Linked DNA regions of Gossypium hirsutum: region 2 is linked to region 1. Evidence: chromatin contacts called from public Hi-C data. All regions are on one chromosome and are shown on one strand. Each heading gives the region's core, a stretch centred on a gene start, on an enhancer-like site or on the middle of the called end of the contact. The rest is flanking DNA. Distances are from core to core; before and after follow the strand shown.

The links. Hi-C and Micro-C count contacts between places; a contact is called where the count stands out from the background.
Region 2: a contact with region 1 is called in a Hi-C map of leaf, with 1.8 times the contacts expected there. The contact joins the promoter of LOC107891736 here to the promoter of LOC107957212 in region 1. A contact is called at or near these places in 14 of 34 Hi-C or Micro-C datasets (anther, callus, hypocotyl and 3 more).

The regions. Positions count from the first base shown.
Region 1 is chrA11:95,771,457-95,774,156 of Gossypium_hirsutum_v2.1, forward strand. It overlaps LOC107957212 (nucleolar protein 58-like), which reads right to left and starts at 1,268. Exons shown (of 2, transcript XM_041081741.1): 1 at 1,094-1,268; 2 at 1-697. The coding sequence starts at 607. The coding sequence ends at 110. It overlaps LOC107891693 (syntaxin-132), which reads left to right and starts at 2,209. Exons shown (of 13, transcript XM_016816561.2): 1 at 2,209-2,514. The coding sequence starts at 2,497.
Region 2 is chrA11:95,962,870-95,965,569 of Gossypium_hirsutum_v2.1, forward strand. It overlaps LOC107891736 (ethylene-responsive transcription factor ERN1), which reads left to right and starts at 1,365. Exons shown (of 1, transcript XM_016816619.2): 1 at 1,365-2,700. The coding sequence starts at 1,659. The coding sequence ends at 2,462. LOC107891729 (importin-5) reads left to right here. Exons shown (of 20, transcript XM_016816607.2): 20 at 1-363. The coding sequence ends at 56.

The sequences.
Region 1 (2,700 bases), core at 18-2,517:
TACATGCATATATGTTTGCTTTCTCTTAAGTTTCTTCTTCTTCTTCTTCTTCTTTTCTTTTACCTCTTTGTCTTTCTTTTTCTCTTCTATTTCTTCATCATCCTTTGCCTCATTGTCTTTCTTCCTCTTCACCTTTCAACTTCTTTTCTTTCTTTTTCTCCTTAACCTCCTTGTCTTTCTTCTTTTTCTTCTCATCTTCTTCTATGCCATGCTTCTTTTCTTTATTTTTCTCTTTCTCTTCCTTGTCTTTCTTCTTCTTTTTCTTCTCATCTTTCTCTTCGCCTTCTTCTATGATCCCTTCTTTCTTCATCTCCATTTCCTTATCTTTTTTATTTTTCTTCTCATTGTTCACACCAGCTTCATCATCTTTGTGAATCGTCTCCTTCTTAACTTTTTTCTCTTCTGATGTATTCTTCATCTCTCCAACTTCATTATCCTCGTCTTCTTCTCTATATTTCTCTTTCTTCTTCTTCTTTTCTTTCTCCTTCTTCGATTTGTCCTTATCCTTCTCTTTATGTTTCTCTCCCTTTTCCTCCTTATGCATTAGCTTTTCCTTCTCCATTGATTTGGTCTTTAGCTTCTCTTCCTTCTCATGGCTTGGCTCCATATCCTTTGCCTTTGACTTTGAAATACACTTCTTTCTTCTCCAAACTCGAATGTAAACCTTTCCTATGTTTTATTTTTTATTACAAATTCCCTGAAAGAAATGCTGCATATAAATAAGCAAGTACAGAGTACAATTAAACTTAACTGTGTAAGGAATGGTTGATACATTACAACATGTAACAATATTCAAAATATCTGAAACAAGAAAAACAGTTCCCCAATGCAACCCCAGCACTAAATTACCTTTGACAGACACACAAGACTATCAAGATCTTATATATTCAACATACAATATTCATCAACATGGATGATTATCTCTACATCATTTCACAAGCCAAGAAAAGAAACCCAGATTCATTTTCCCCAGATAAACGATCAAAACAATTGATCACTAAAAATCAAACCCTTCATATTAACAAGCTTTCAGAAAAATGAAATAAAGATCCAAAGGCAACATAATTAAAATGAAATCTAGAGATGTATGTACCTTTGACTTGCTAAGACAGGCAGATGCAAAGGTTTTTTTTAAGACAGAAGTAGAGTTATGTGGGAAATGGGGAAGGTTCAATTGCTTTATATAAAGGGGTAAGTTGGGTATTGAATATTTGATTGAATCAGCCCGCCAATGATCCAAGGTAGTTGAAGGGATGAAAATGTTGAACGTTGAATAAGAGAAAATAATAAGTAAATAAAAAGTTTGAGCCAGAGGATGAAAAACCCCCTTCTAGATCTTGATAAGAAAAATATTACTTTAAAAATACATTATTATATATTATATTTTTACTTAATAGTTTTTATTTGTAAAATAAAAAAATTTCTACTATTAATATACTAAATAGTAAATAATATGTTTTTTAACTCAAAAATAATATAATTTTTTTGCAAAAATATACGTTTAAAAATTCTAACTACGAAAATTATCTGTCAGTATAATTTTAAAAAATTCCAATAAAATCAGTCAAATAATATATAATATATAATATATTTTATAATTTTTTATTTTTATTTTTATTTTTATCAATTTTTAATAATTTATATTGTAATATCAAATTCTAACAAAAAAATATTTATTAATCTAAATAAAAGTCGATAAAGGAAATTGAGTATAGTTATGCGTATTATACTTCAAACAATAAAATGATTTTTTAAATAAAAAGAAAAAAAACCCACACCACTTGGTCATATATTTATAAACATTATCCTTCATATATGTGCAATATTAAATATATTTTATAAATAATGTAATTATAATTATAATAAAGGTTATAAAAATATTAAATAAAATTTATGTTTAAAATGGGTTGAAAAAACAACCTTGTGTAGCTGTAGCCTTTGCTCCAACGTGGCGCCGCCCACAAATGAAGGTAACAAGGACAAATGTGTAAACTAAAAAGAATCATTTTCAGACAAGGAAAGCCAAAGTTTCGAGTTTCCGCGGCCTAAACTCTAAAAGAGAAAGAATGTTCCTCATCTGAAACCGTGTCTAATCAACAATGACCGTTAATCATCCATCAAACCAGGGACCTACAAATTTCAACGCCTATGATTAAATAATTTCCCTACAATTCACCGTACTTGATAATCTGTCTCCACGCTTTTTTGAAGTTTGCTTTTGCCATTCTTCTGAAACGGATCCCCACCTCTTTTGTTTCTCCCTTTTCTCTCTTAAAAATTCACAGGGAAAATAAAAAGGAAAAAAAAAGTTGAAACCTTAAAATTTAAAAAAAGACCTGGTTTTTTTAAATGTAAAAAAAAAAACCAGGTCTTATCAACAATTATAATAGTTATAGTGTTATTATTAATTAAAATTAATAATAATATCGTTTTAGCTTTCTCCATTTTTTGTTTCTTCTCTTTGAAGCTTCGTTTAGTCTTGTTCATCTTTCCACAATGAACAACCTTTTAACGGTAACATTTTGCAACTTTCGAATTGTTTCTACTCATTTATTTGTTTGCCTGTGTTGGTTTTTGTTTCGATTTAAGTTTTTCTTTATTATTTTTATTGATGAGGATAGCTGCATTTTGTATATTTTATTTGGATCCTGATTAAAAGAACAGAAAATTAACGTTATTGGAAAATGATTGTTAGGAGAC
Region 2 (2,700 bases), core at 115-2,614, 190 kb after region 1:
GGTCATCCTTGCAGCCACAGCAGCAGCTTGCTTTGCAATCAATTCTATCATCCTAGTTATGGTGTCATTGATGAGGAAAGCTTCTGATTCCTGTATTCTTAGCCTTCTACAAATTTAAAAAAACAAAAAATCAATTATGGATTTTATATAATAGAAGGTAAAAGAAAAGTAGAAAGTGGTGAGGGTTTTGTTGGTGAGTAATGTTTTCACCTATTTATTTATTGTTTTGATAGCATGTTCTATAATTTTTTTGGCACTGTTTTGGCCAATGCGTATGGTGGTTGAAGGTTGAATATAGCAAAATTTTGGTATAGGAAGTGCATAATAATAATACAAGGGACTTGTAATTGGTCCGTTTCTTTCTCTCAAATTGTTAATGATGGTTTTAGTATCATTTTCATCATCAAGCAAACATCAAACGCATTCCTTTAGATTTAAGATTTTCTACAACATTGAATAAACATGCTGCAATTTAACAGTGATCTTTTTGTGACACCTACTAATTCAATGCATCGAGAAAATCTAAAACCGGACTTTCATAGGAGAAACACGCAAAACTAAAATGAACAGCAACAAAAGCAAGAATTTAATGAGGGTTTACAATTCCTGGAGGGAAACAAATTACTTGACACAAGAAAATTACATTCAGGTCGACATTAGGGATCAATTAGAAGGGCTTCTGGAGAGAGTTGAAATTTAACTGACATCCAATCCTATAAGGAAGGTTGGAGAGCTAACCATGATGAATCAGTACTGTAGCACTGTGTTACCTTGCATGATATACCTTTCAAGGCCACTTTAATTATTAGGGTTGTTTGGATTTCTCATGGAAATAAGACAAGGTCTTATATATGTATATACGTATATTTTTATTGTCGATGACATCCGAAGATGGCTTGTTACCTTTTGCTTGCATAAGATCAAAAAATCTGTTGATAGTTTTGTCTGTTATGAGGTAATGGTGAGTAATTTAAAGAGTAGGTGCAATTGTCTGAGTCAAGTAAGCAATAGGTTTTTGAAGCATACTTTTTTGTGTTCATCTGAGATTCCAGGGGATTATCTCTAGTCCCTCCAAGTGGCAAGCTTTGAGGCTCTCTTGAAATTTGTTTTTTTAAATTTGTCTTAAATTTTGACTTGGTTAAAAGGGTGAGACTCTTGGGAGAGAATGGGGACAACTAGACAAGGACTAACCAACCTCCTTGCCCTTGCCCTAAGTTTGAGGTTTGTCTTAAAAATATATATATTGTTCTTGGGTTGAAAAATTACATTCTTGTCCTTGAAAAGGTAGATTTTGTCTTGAAATGAACATAAATAATTTGGATGAATCCATCACAGACAATTTTGCCAACTCTTCCAAGAATTTTTTTATTGGCCCCTTTTTATAATGCTTTAAAAAATCACAAGTTGGAGAAGGGGCACATAAGACATTGCAGTGAAAGTCAAAAGCAAGCATAAGTACCTGAAATAAGACAAACACAAGAAAACACACACAAAGAATCTTGGGTGGTTAGCTAAATCGCTTATAGAAAACTCAGACCTCCTTTTAAGCATATAAATCCCCCATTATTCATTGACAATCGACCAAGTAGTAGGATACACCTTCTGTTCTTCTTCACCATTGATACCTTTTAAACCCCCCCCCCCTCAATTCTATTCCGATGGAAATCCAGTTCCAACAACAAAAATCAGTTATTCCTGTTAGCAAGGGGAGCAAATTCAAGGGAAGAAATAAAAAGATCAATAAGGTTAACAAGTTTGTTGGTGTAAGACAAAGACCTTCTGGTAAATGGGTAGCTGAGATCAAAGACACAACCAAAAATATCAGGATGTGGCTTGGCACCTTTGACACTGCTGAAGATGCTGCTAAAGCTTATGATGAAGCTGCTTGCCTTCTCCGTGGTTCCAATACTCGCACCAACTTTGTTACTCACGTCTCCTTCGATTCTCCTCTTGCTTCTCGGATTCGTAATCTTCTTAACACCAAAAAAGAAGCTAAACAACAAACTGTTCTAGCCTCAGCCCCCACAAGTTTTAGCCTCAGCCCCAGCCCCAGCTGTAGTATTACTACTAGCAGCGGTAGTTGTAATAGCGGCGGAGGCCTAAGCAATGAGAATTCTTCTCCTGTTGAAATGGTTCAAGATACTCAGCTGTTTGATGATGCATATAAACCTGATATGAGCAATTGCACAAGGGAATTAGAGTGTGCATCTTCTCAATCAGATTTTTCTTATATCTGTGAAACAGGGTTTAACAGGTTTCTTTATACACAAGAAATCATGAATTTTCCAGAGGAAACTGGTTCTGAGTTAACAGAATTCGAGAGGATGAAAGTGGAAAGACAAATATCAGCTTCACTTTATGCAATGAATGGAGTTCAAGAGTGTATAGAAACTGTCAATGAATCTGGTGAAGCCTTGTGGGATCTTCCACCACTATGCTCTTTGTTTTCCTACAAGTTCTGAAACATGATCTTCAATAGGTCTTAGCTTCAATTTATCCTTGTAAAATCAAGAGAGTAGATGATTTAGGTTTCATTGCTTGTTATTGTAGGCCACAAGGACAAAATAACAGCCAGGGACCAGAGATGATCTCCATTTTGTAAAATGTCAACTATTCCTTTGGAAGGTCTTATCCATCTCTCAATATAAAAAAGTCTATGAAATCATGCTGATTTAATGATGATCTTTATATCTTTCATTT